2 separate regions of the Sus scrofa genome follow, and region 1 is linked to region 2. The links are chromatin contacts, called in public Hi-C maps. All regions are on one chromosome and are shown on one strand. Each heading gives the region's core, a stretch centred on a gene start, on an enhancer-like site or on the middle of the called end of the contact. The rest is flanking DNA. Distances are from core to core; before and after follow the strand shown. Region 1 holds the start of ABHD5 (abhydrolase domain containing 5). Region 2 holds the start of SNRK (SNF-related serine/threonine-protein kinase).

Evidence for each region. Hi-C and Micro-C count contacts between places; a contact is called where the count stands out from the background.
Region 1: a contact with region 2 is called in a Hi-C map of embryonic fibroblasts, with 1.6 times the contacts expected there. The contact joins the promoter of ABHD5 here to the promoter of SNRK in region 2. A contact is called at or near these places in 1 of 47 Hi-C or Micro-C datasets (embryonic fibroblasts) and 1 of 2 datasets of contacts at active chromatin or transcription factors (alveolar macrophages).

What each region holds. Positions count from the first base shown.
Region 1 is chr13:27,002,545-27,008,718 of Sscrofa11.1, forward strand. It overlaps ABHD5 (abhydrolase domain containing 5), which reads left to right and starts at 3,787. Exons shown (of 8, transcript NM_001012407.1): 1 at 3,787-3,839. The coding sequence starts at 3,793. It overlaps ANO10 (anoctamin-10), which reads right to left and starts at 3,619. Exons shown (of 13, transcript XM_013981531.2): 1 at 3,539-3,619.
Region 2 is chr13:26,667,187-26,673,550 of Sscrofa11.1, forward strand. It overlaps SNRK (SNF-related serine/threonine-protein kinase), which reads left to right and starts at 2,022. Exons shown (of 8, transcript XM_021071714.1): 1 at 2,022-2,162. The coding sequence starts at 2,074. It overlaps LOC102166555 (a long non-coding RNA gene), which reads right to left and starts at 1,940. Exons shown (of 2, transcript XR_306751.3): 1 at 1,824-1,940; 2 at 1,389-1,605.

The DNA of each region.
Region 1 (6,174 bases), core at 2,537-5,036, 340 kb after region 2:
ATTTTATTGAATCACAGGCATCCTTATTAAATTTTCTTTGGTATTAGAATACTGGGGGGAAACACTTTTATATGTCTCTATCTGCATGTGAGAAAGGCCAGACCCCCAGAAGTTAAATTTCTGGACCAAAGGGTACATTAATCTTACACTTTTAACAGGTAACTCTCAAACAATTTTCCAAATGGCTGTTATCAATTAGCACTCCCGCCAACTGGGTTGAAACGTTCTCCACTAACCCAAGTTCTTGCCAATATTTAGAACTATGAGCCTTTTTCATTTATATTATCATGGTTTCAATTTGCATTCCCTTGATTACAAATGAGTGTGAGCATCTTCTGGCTGTTTATGGCCTGAGAGAAAACTGCGGGAATATTTTTTTACTGTTTTCTCAACTTTTCTTTATAAATTGAAGAGATTAAACCATGGTTTTCTAACATGGCCAGATTTTCCTGGTCCATCCCATATTTTTGCATTGTGCTTCAGTATCATTTTTCACACAGATGTTTCAAATTTGGATGTGGTTAAATTCATCACTCTTTTCCCTTAGGGCCTGGCTTTTGCATCTTGCTGAAGGTCTTTTATCAGGTTCTGAGAGTTCAAGTGACATTAGCTAGTCAGAGTCTTGTATCTATGGGGGGCAGCGCCAGCCCTGAGCTCTAGAATCTAGCCCCTAGAAGAACATGCTCCTCTTCCCCTACCCCACAATGGTGGAGCTCTCTACCATTCATGCTTTACTCCAGACTTTAACAGCCATTCTGTCACGCAACTCCTATGCTCACCCTCCACACGCACTTTGAAAATGACAACTTGGAATCACAGAACGTTAGAAGAGACCTTGGGGGAATCATCTAGTCTCAAACTCTCATTCTCATAGATGAAGACTATGAGATTGAGACCCTGCTGTCTAACATGGGAGCATCAGCCACACAGGGCTTTTAAAATTTAAATTAATTAAAATTGAAAATTCAGTCACACTGGCTAAATTTCAAATGCTCCATCGATACATGTGGCTTGTGGTTACTAGAGTAGAAACTGGGGATTTAGAACATTTCCATGGTTTTATTTAAAGGGCAGTCTGCTAACTAGCAGCAGCAGGAATATAGGCGTCACTGGGAATCAGTTAGAAAAAGAGAATCTCAGGCCCCACCCCAGACCTACAGAGTTAATCTGCCATTTAACAAAATCCACAGGAAGTTTGCATGCAGATTTGAGTCTGAGAAGCTCTAATCATGTGGTCCCTCCCCCACCCCAACCCACCAAGATCAATAGCTGATTGGTACCAGCCCCCTCCCCGATCCAGCTACCATTTACCTTTACATCCCATGTCCTTATTTCCCTGCCACGCTTGCTTTCTTACTGTTAAATTACAGAACTTTATAAACATTTATAGTGCAGCCAGGCCATAGAAGTCCTCAGAAAATCCTCCATCCCTCATTCTCATTCTTGTTTGCAAGTGCTAGCTTGGCAGATTTATGATAAAGGCCCAGACTCCTATGATGGCTATGGTATTGTTCAGCCTTTCCCCTGGGGAATCACTGCTGAGGGGGGCTAGAAATTAAAGACAACCTTGAAATTTTCGGGAGTTCCCTGGTGATACAGTGGTTAGGACTTAGCACTTTCACTGCTGCAGGTTGGGTTCAATCTCTGGCCTGGAAATAGAGATCCCACATCAAGGCGCTGCACACCACAGCTGATAAATAAATAAATAAATAAAAGCCAACCTTGAAACCAACGAGGCACCAGTCATCAATCATATGGTAGCACCAGTCATCAGTTCTATGGTACACTTGATCTTGGTTGTATAAGAGAAGCATTAGTTCTTTGGACTCTACAGCTCCAAGGTAGAGCATGCAGAGCAGGCCATGTATTCGCCTTGAGGGCTCAAATTAGGCTGATCCCCCAAAGTAAGTACTGCTTAATCAAGGTAATTGGTTAGCACATTGCCAAAGAGAAACTGATTTGGAAATAAGGCACCAGGTTGGCCTGGAATTCAGGGAGGTCTGCTCTCAGGGCATACAGGGAGACAGTGATAGAGATGATCTGGCCTAAGCAGTGATTGAGGCTGGTGTAGAAGGAGCTGTCCAGGTACAGGTTGCATCAATAGATGTTGGCCTCATTTTCTCCCAGGAAGACATAGTCCAAAGGCTCCAGGGTGGTGTGGAAATGTGGATAGAGCATCAGGGTTCTTTCACTGCTGGCAGCATCCTGAGGGCTAGGCAGATGGTTGATTCCAGTTTCAACTTCTTGCCAAAGTCAAAGACAACTCCTCTACCAGCAACAAGATGAAGCCTGGGCCAGAGCTACCCCCAGATTTGCAGAAGATCATGAAGTCCCATAGCCCTACACACTGCACTGTCAATTTCTGGATAAATATCAGTACCGGATCAATGATTTTTTTAAAACTGTGCAGTAGCCACAGGCATCTATGAGAGCAGACTCCATGTCCAAGACTTCTGAGGGTGCATACTCTCTAGTCCAGTTTTCTGAAGGTGCTGCCATAGTTGCTGTCACATTCTTAGGTTTTGATACTAGAATCAGCACCACTGGATTGGGACTGTACTCTATGCAGGAGAGTCCACAATAACCAGTTTGGCCCATATAGAGAGTGCCGCCAGAAGGATATGATCTGATAGATGGAGATGGTATGCCCAAGGAATTATGAGTTGCTTTCCCACCCCCCACTAAATCACAGAAGGCACCACCCCCATCCTAAAGGAACTTTTAGTGTAGTTGGAAGAATATTCAAAAATGTCCATTAAAAAGCCATAACAATTAGACAAGTCTGAAAATCTGAGTACCAGATAAGTGACATATAGTTTGGATTATTGGGACTCGGAGGAGAGAAAAAGGGGCTGCAGTGACAGAGAAGAGTTAGGAAGAGTGATGAACTGTGTCTAAAACAAAGCATAATATATTAGCGTAGGTTCCTTTAAGGCACAAGCCCTATTTCAATTCACTGTTTCTCAGTGCCTAGAACAGAGCGGGCACTTAGCAGGCGAAAGGTAAATACAAATTAATGACTAGTAGAGAGTGATGCAACTACAAAAGCAGGTAGAAGCTGATGAGGAAGACTCGAAAACAGGTCAAGCGTTGTTGCTATTTACATTAGCGATCCCCTTCAAGAACTCTAAGTACCGAAATGCTGACTCTTTACCTTCTCCTAGGTGCATAGAGCGTGGGGTGGACGGAAATTGCTGGCTTTGGTCATCATTGTAACCCCAGCGCCTGGAGCAGTGTCCCGCACATTGGTGAATATCGAATGACTGAGTCCTAGGAGTCGCCCTCTCCCCTTAGCCACCCACCTGTAGGAAAGGGCCGGCCGCAGGCCACAGCTCCTTCATCAAAGCTTTTCCGTTCGCTATTGCAGCAACTATCGAATACTACCTTGGCTCTTCAGCGGAAGGTAGCGCCTCAGTCCCGAGGGAAATGCTAGGTACCCGTCCAGTGTCCAGCACGTGACAATAAGTATCAGAGAATGAGGCATTAATACAGTCATTATGGAAATTAGTTACCACCTAACTCAACCAGGGAGTCTCACCGGTTCCTCCAGGCTGACAGTCTTGCGCAGCGACCGCACCAGAGCGCGTCAGACGGGATGACGCAGGCGTAGCTGGCGGGTGGGGCGGGATAGCTCTCCAGCGCACGCGCGCGGCCGCACTGCGAGGTCAGGCCAGAGGACAGTCGACGCATGCGCGGCCCGCGGGCTTAAGGGCGGCTGCAGCCCGGCGCATTCCAGTCGGCCTGTCAGCCGGCTTTGGGGTGCGGCCTGACGGCTGCGCGGCGACTGCGGCCATGGCAGCAGAGGAGGAGGAGATGGACTCCGCGGATGCCTGTGAGAGGTGAGGGCGGCGGAGGCCGCGTGGGGGTTCGGGAGCGCGGGCACCCCCGAGGACTCTAACCTATCTGGCCGCTCTGGAGTCCGACCCCGGTACGAGTCCGCGCGGAGCCCGAAGGAAAAGCTCTCACCCCGGCGGGCGCCCTTCGGGTCTGAGTGTGACCCCAGCCGCGCCGAGACGCTCTTGACCTCCGCGCGGGGGGCCGCCCGCGAGGTCAAGGAAGCGGCTCCGCGGGGCGAGCGGCAGGGGTGGCACTTGGACGCGGGCTGGTGGTCCACTGAGGTCTCTTTGGGACCAGGGACGGCTGCGGACCCCAGCCCTGCCCCAGCGCGGCAGGCGGGGTGAGCGGCGTCCCAGCCCCTAGCTCGGGCAGGGGAAACGGCCGACTCCTTCTGTCCTCTTCTTAGCGCGGCTTCTGTCCTCAGGTATGCGCTGTGCTCAGTCCAGCCCGGGGGAGAAAGAAAGTGCCGCGAGGCTAACCCTCTCCGGAGCCTGGAGGAAGTGGTGGCACTTCCTACGGGGCAGTGTCCTAGTTCACGGCTAAAGCCGCGGGTCACAGGGGGTTGTGGGGAAGGAGGAGCCCAGAGTGGGGGAAAGGGGCTCGGGGATGTCTTTAGGTTTCAGAAAATGTTTAACTTACACTTTATGAAAAGAACGTTAACACGGTATGGATAGCCAGTTCACAATCATCTCTCAAACGGAGATGATTTCATCCTTTGGTTCCAAGTGTTCTGGTGTTACAGGAGAAAGGTGTATGTTTGCTTTTCAGAAGACACGTGTGTAGGAAACTTCATGGAAGTGGGAGGACAGAAGTCTAATAGGAAGCTTTTTTTTTCCTTGAGATTTTTATTTTATTGAAGTATAGTTGATTTACAATGTTGTGTTTCAAGTGTAGAGCACAGTGATTCAGTTATGTATACTTTATGTGTTATATAAAATATACTTAAAATATATAAAACTTATAAAAATATGTGCTTTATCAGATTTTTTTCCATTATAGGTTATTGCAAGTTACTGAATATAGTTACCTGTGTTACTTGTGTGTTATGGAGTAGGTCCTTTTTGTTCTTTTTTTTATATATTATAGGGTGTATCTATTAATTCCAAAGTCCTAATTTATCTCTCACCTTGTTTTACCTTTTGTTAACCATGTCTGTTTTCTTTGTCCTTAAGTCTCTGTTTTGTAAATATATTCATTTCTGCCATTTTTTTAGATTCTAAATATAAGTGATGTCATATGATACTTGTCTTTAATTTCCTTCACTTAGTATGGTAATCTCTAGGTCCATCCATATTGCTGCAAATTGCAGTATTTCATTGTTTTTTATGGCTAATATTCCATTGTGTGTACACACACAACACACCTCCCATATCTTCCTTATCCATTTATCTGTTGATAGACATTTAAGTTGCCTCCATTTCTTGGCTATTGTGAATAGGGCTACTATGGACATTGAGGTTCATATATCTTTTTGAGTTAGGGTTTTCATCTTTTCTGGTTGTAAACCAAGGACTAGGATTGCTGGATCATATGCTAATTATTTTTAGTTTTTTAAGGAACCTCCATACTGTTTTCCTTAGTGGTTGTACCAATTTACATTCCCATCAACAGTACAGAAGGTTCTAATGGGAAGCTTTTTCATATACAAATATAAGTTTAAGCAAAAAAAAAAAAAAAAAAGGAGTTCCCTGTAGTGGTGCAATCCTGGCCTTGCTCAGTGGGTTAAGGATCCGGAGTTGCTGTGAGCTGTGGTGTAGGTCACAGACGGGGCTTGGATCTGGTGTTGCTGTGGCTGTGGCTGTGGCTGTGACTGGCAGCTGAAGCTCCGATTAGACGCCTAGCCGGGAACCTCCATATGCCCTAATAAGCAAAAAAAAAAACCCCAAAAAAACAAATATACTAAGTTTATATGAATCTTTTCTACCTATAACTTCATACAGTTGTCAGTAGATGAATAGCAGTTAATTAGGGGAAAAATTAAATTGCTGTGAACATTACTGCCTTATTTCTCAAGGTTAGTCATTTATATTGGAAAGTAAATAAACTTCTGTGCTTCCCCCCATATGTGTTTAATATTTTGACAATTCTAGTTCAGATGTTGGGAGAAATTTGCATATGAAATAACCTAAATGACAGACGATAATGTGGAATACCATGATAGACAGGAGTATTTGGAAAGAAGGGAAAATTGTGAAATATTAGAAATTAGGTTCTTCGCTGGAGTTTTGTTTATATGATAAATAGGTCTGTTGTTTTGGTTTGTTGATGAACTTCCTTGTCATATTGAGGTAAGATGCTGAATGTCATGTGAACACAAGTAGGAACTTGTAGGAAGTG
Region 2 (6,364 bases), core at 772-3,271:
GCATTATGTTATTTCTGAGATCTGACTCACAGAGACTGTAATCCAAGCCTGCATGCTCCATCTTGTCGTTTTTTGTAGAATGCTGTATATCTAATTAAAGCTTCTTACAGGTCCATAAAAAGACCTAACATTAAAATATCAGCCTGGGTTGGAGAAAGCCCCAGGGTGGACTGAAGAAGGGGGTTCTTCATTAACAATAAAGGCATTTTGCTTAAATTCAAAGTTAAGTGATCATATATTAATTTGTACTTGAATATTTAAAAATATTGCCTAAGCATAATCAGATCATGTTACCACATTGATAGTGTGGAACTGAAAATGGGTCATGTTCTTGCCAGCAGCACTTCAGCTTCCCAAGAAACACTGGGGATGCATAAATGATTTACCACGTGGCCGGTACGGCATCCCTCTCTGTGGAAGAGAATTTGAGCAGACTTTATTTAAACCAACGTATTATTCTGTTTCTTTCATTTATTGTTTTGCTATTCTTATGCCCTGTTTTTCTTATAGAATTTATTCAAAACCTGAGTGACCCAGCAGCAACATTAATACTTTCTCTTCCTAGGGCTTATCTACTGAAGCCATTGTTCTGTAGTTACTGTTCTATCTCAGGGGCTAGAGACCTAGCAATAGAGGCCTTTTAACCACTGAAAATCCTCTGGGAGAGCATTAGAGTGGTAATTTCACCCCTTTACTTGGTGACAGGGTTCCCTGAGTAGTGATATCTCCCTAAGGAGAAAAGTGCAAGGCCTTCTCATTTTCCAGCAACAAAGGAAGGAATTCCATAAACCAAGTTAGAAGCTGTGAGTTATTCTTTCTAAGCCAGTGTTATCCCAGAGTTGGAGCCTTGACTCTGCCCTGAGGGTCAGAGACCCCCTTTAATAGAAAACCTTACTTACTACCCTGAGGGTTTGCACCTCCCAACAATCCACTCCTGCTTCCCAGTCATCTTCAGACACCTGGGAGAGAGTCTGAAAGAAGAGCCTTCTGACATTTGCAGGTCCAAAGAGACTTTTGCTAAAGCTATCTAAATTTCTCTTCTCATCCAGACGATTTAATCAAACTTGGAGCACCTAAGCAGTAGTTTTTGTTTGTTTTACCCCTGCTTGTGTCTTTCACTGCGAGGGTTCCTTTCTTCCGGGAGGGGTGGAGATCAAGGGAGAATCAGGGAAAAGTAGGTTGGAGAAATCTGGCATCTGGCTTGTCACTCCCTTCCAGGAACCCTGGAGAGCCGAACTCCATTGCGCGCCAAGCTTCCAAGAGTGGGAGACGGGAGCCCTTGCTCCTCTTTGCCACCCTCCCAAACCCAACCTCTGGCCTGCGCTAAGCTCCCTGCGGGAGCCACCCGGCTGGTGACCATGCTGCGGAACCATCTAGTGTACGGTTAATGCCCGGCGTGTTCTGAATCCCTGACTTCATGTTTTAATACTTCCCACGACTTTTCACCTTTCCACGCTTTTCCTGAGGAGGCCGCCTGGCTAGGCAAATGCCTCCCGGTGACCTTTAAAGCCAGCGCTGCATTCAAATGCTGGGTTTTTCTCCTTTTGTTTAAATAGCAACAAAATCAACAAAATTCCTTCAAATTGGATTCCCAGAGAGAAGAAACTGTAGAGAGAGAGGAAAAAAAATATATATACGAATACATATTGAACACTTTCCCTATTCTTGCTTAAACTTGTGTCGGGAGATGGGGTGAGCCTTTAAAAGGGTACAATGCCCTCATCCCCGGGGCCCAGGACGCAGAGTCCTGTGAGGATGCGGTCCCTTCTCTCCGATTTCCCCCACTTTTCTGGGGGGAATTGTCCTTTGTCCCTACTGCTTACTCCTTCATCATCCTCTCTCCTGCTTCGGCGCTCGCCCCTTCCTACCGCCAGCCGCAGCGCAGACACTGGGGTCGAGAAGCTGCCAGGATGCCCTCCAGCACCACGCTCGCGGGAGCCCGCAGGTGCTCCCCGCCCCGCCCTCCCCGAGGCCCGGCCCCGGCGCACGCGTCATAGTGACGTATGTCTCGCGCAGGCGCATATCGGCCCTCAGCCCCACCCCCTCCCCGCGGCCCGCCGCCCGCTTGGTATTATGATTAGCGCTGGGTGCGGGGATTCGGCGGCCGGGAGGGAGTCTTTGGCGCCGCGGCCGCTGTGGACTGACGCCGCCTGCCAGCTGAGGTAGGAGCGAGCGCAGAGCTCGGTCAGGCGCCGCGGCCGTGGGCGGGGGTGGGGCCGGCCTCCGCCGCCTAGTCGCCTCGGCGGTTGCCGGGCTGGGCTCTCGGGCCGGGGCGCCCGCCGCAGGCGGAAAGTAAGTTGCGCGCTCCGCGCTCTCCGCGCCGGCCGCGTCTCGGGCCCGGACTGCGGCGGCCCAGACTCGGCGCGGCGGCGGCGGCGGCGGGGCCTGGCGCCTGGCGGCGGGCGGCGGCGGGGCCCGGACGGGAGCGGGCACTGCGGCGGCTGGCCGCGGGCGCACCGAGGCCCTGCCCTTGGGGCCGCAGCGGGATTGCGGCACCTCGGGAGGCGCCCGCATCCCCACGCCCCGCCCCGGAGCGGGCCGAGTGCGGCGTGTATTCTTCACCAAATGTGTTTTCCTTTCTCAAAAGATCTAGCAATCTGGCGCAGCAAGGGAATTCCTTGCTAAAACTGCAGCCGTACAATAGAATGGGGATATTGTTGTCTGTAGAGAAAGGGCATCGGGGTAAGGAAGGAGGAGCAGTGCCATTCCCAAGGGACAGCTAGAATTTTTCAGATTGGAAAACCTCCTTTCTTTTCCATAGTCATCGCCTGTTGATTTCTTTCTGGACCGTTTTGCAAAAGCCTTCCTGACTTTAACTTGGACTTGGGATCTAGGAAAGTGACAACCTTTTATCCTGGGCCGGGAGGGGTGGTCCTGGAGCTGTGCTGTTCCTAACAGTTGGATCAGATAAAATCCAGTCGCTTTATAGGGAGTTCGGTTCAAGTCCAGTATTGGAGAGGTGGGGTTTAGCAGTAGTCAACCGACAGACGTCTGAGAATATAGAATTTTTCAAACTGTCAAGTTACTTTTTCCTCCTTTCCATTTAATTGAGTACATTTTCACAGTCTTAGGAGCAGCTGGTAAAGCTGACTTAATGCGTTTCACGTTTTATGGTGAAAGGTGAAGCATGGTGAGCAGGTGATGAACTGCAAGTGTTTGGCAGCCTGTTTAATTTCCACCGGATTCCTATCAAGCATCAGCTGCTGCAGTTTAGGTTCCTTGTATGGGGTTGGGGAACTAGCCTCAAATCAGTCTAATTTATCGGGATCTGTCTCAGTGTACTTTAAAGCCTAGCGTTGTCAAGGTTTATGTAATCAATTTGTTAATTTATGATCTTGCTACATTGCTCTCCAGATTTATAAAATCATTCCCTTGAGGAAATCTGTCTTCAACGTCTGCTTAAATATTTCTGTTGGAATTGGATTCCTGAAGAGGAATGTACTGTACAAGTGGTGATTAAAGTGTTCTAATTAGACAAGTTTCTTTAAAAAAAAAAAATCATGTTGATTCTTCTGTTTGACTGTCTAATTGTTCCTCTTAGGAAAACAGACGACATTCCCATTTTACAGAACTAGAAATGAAAGAAATTAAATGACATTCCCAAGGTCACATATTGAAGCAGTGTAGTAATTGAAACTGCACTGTGCTAACTTTTCTTAATATTCCATCTTTAAGGCTTTCCAGACAGGGAACTTAGAGTGCTACCTTTCTATTTTTTAAATTTGCAAAATCGACTTTTATTGTTTTCTTTTGTGCAGAAAAGTTACTCTCACAGTATTAATTTTCTACTATTCTGAGTTTTTCTGTATTACTGCAGTAGGATCGATTTGTTTGAAACATACAAGAACCCAGATGTTATGTAATTTTTATTTTTCTAGAACATAAATAAAGATTGGGCCTTTATGGTTCAAATGTAATTTCAAAATCCTAAAATGAAGACTTTCAAATGTCCTTATTAAAATCAAAGGGCTTTCAGATATTTTTATTAGTCTCAAGAAATGCTTTTTGTCTAAACTTTCCTATAGGTGTTTCATACAGAAAGTGAAACTAAATTAAAAAAAAAGAAACCACCCTATTTTTTGAGATACTGAACAGCCATAGGTCTAAGTATTGATATAAACAAGGCTTGATTTCTTTCCTGAAGCAGCTTGTCCGAGCCTAAGAACCCATTATACTGCCCACGAAGAAAGGGTACAAGTATACTTTCCACATGGTCAGAATTACAGGATTTAAAAATGTAGATGAGGACCCCTAAAGACTTGATTTTACTGCATGTAAGCTGTTTGCTTAACAACCAAAAGTTAAGAGTTTTTAGCCAAGATGCTTTGATAAGAAAACTGTTACTCAGAATATAGGTACTTCCCAGTGTGCATGTATGTGCAGGTACAGTCTTAGAGCAATTTAGGTGGAAAAGCTGAGTGGTTTGTGGCAGTTTTGAAGGTAAACCTAACCTCTGATCTTTTATTCATGGAGCCTTTGGCTATTCTGGGGGCCCCGGGTTGGAGGGTAGCAATAGAAAAGTGAATAAAAACTAGTTCCTCCCTTTATGCTATTGTAAATTTTATTTACACTGAGGTAAACAATGACAGGATCAAGTGCTGTGGTGAGGCATTGGCAAAACTCCTGGGCAAGGAATGATCTGACTTGGGACTGCTTCATCTAGGAGGTGGTGGTGAACCCGTCTTGAAGGACAGGTAGAGGGCCCAGGCAGAGAAGAGGGGAAAGGGCTCCAAGGGTTGAGGGAGACAAGGTCAGGTGGTGGAAGAAGAGCTTAGATCCAAGTGGGTAAAAGGGGGTTGAGGAAGTAGAGACAGTGTAGCTATTTTTGTTTTTGTGTTTGTTTTTTTAAGAATCTGGAAAGGAAGGGGGAGGAGTGGGGCAGTAGCTCTGGGGATGGAAGGGGACATATTTGGTATTCTTTTTTAGTTTGGGAGCAGCTAGTGCAAAAACCTCTTGAACCTAGGGGCTCAGGAGTGAACACTGGAAATGTGTTGTCTGTTCTGGATGATCTGGAGCTGCATTATTCATGCTGTGGATCATTTCCTCATCTTGTTTTTCTGTATATCTGCTTTGGGTTGAAGCCTTACGTCCCATGGGAGAGCCTTTGCTGCTGGTGGTAGGGGAGGAACCTGACTAAAGAGGATTCTTGCTTTGCATTCCCTGAACATTTATTTCTCTCCTGTCACTTGCAGAGCCTCCTGAGATTCTGCTTTGGCACCTCCAGAGTTTGGCCTCTGCTCAGGTAGGCTCTTTCATGACAAAGCAGGCCTCTCTTCCCTCTCCTTACTTGTTATGTTGTATTCCCCAGACTGCTTCATGCGACTACTCAGCAGTTCCTTCAGAGTCGGAAGGCCTTGTCTGCACCATGATGTGTCTCAAAGCAAGATTGGGGAGAGGGGTGTCTGTCTTTCTGTCTCTTTAAACACAGACCCCACCTCAGTTATATGTTGGCCTCAAATGTAATGTGGGTTATGAAATCAGTGCTCCAGGACTTGTAACTGGTCACATCAAAGCCTCACTGGGCCTCAGTTTCTCAGTTGTTTACATGCAGTTATCTTTCTCAAACCCCAAAGACCGTCAGCTCCTCGAAGGCAGAAACCTCTTCTTTGATTTCTGTATCTCCAGGCTAGTGTAATACCTCATGCATAGTCAGTGTACCCAAGAAATGTCATGATGAAGAAACTTAAAAAATCTAAACTTTAATTTGTTGCCCATTAATGGAAACCATAACCCATTTTAATCTGTTTTAATTCAGATGGGTTGGATTGAAATTGTTTTTCAATTAGAATTCCAGAGCTAGCAGCGAATCTTCCACTCTGTACTAACATGCAGTAGATGCCCAGGAAATGTTTGCTCCTGTCCTGTATTCCTGGTCTGAGTGAATGGTCCCAACTGCTGCCACTCTCTACTGGAGTCATTATAGATTTCCCTCTTTGCTCTTTGCTTTGTGACACCCCCACCCCCTCCGCTGCCCTGCCCTGCATTTTGAGTTCCTGGATTCTGCTTCCTAGACCTGTCTCTTCCGTTACATCCTCATCATCACCTCCCAGATACAGGCTGCCCTCATTTTTAAGTCTTTCATCATTTGTCTGGAGACATTTTCAGTAGTCTCCTTACCTGTGTCCAAGCTCTAGTCTTACCCTTCCAATCTGATCTTCCCTTTGCTGCCAGAGTGGTTTAACTGTCATCTCTGATTGCTGTTTCCCTGCTCAGGATTCTTCCTTGGCTACTTAATGCCAGCTTTCATTTGTTCATGTAATACAGTGTATGTATATATTTTGGGCAGATGCTATATTCGGTGGGTCCTGGGATGCAGAGCTGAATAAAATGACATGGGCATTATGTCGGCTGAATTTTTCATGTA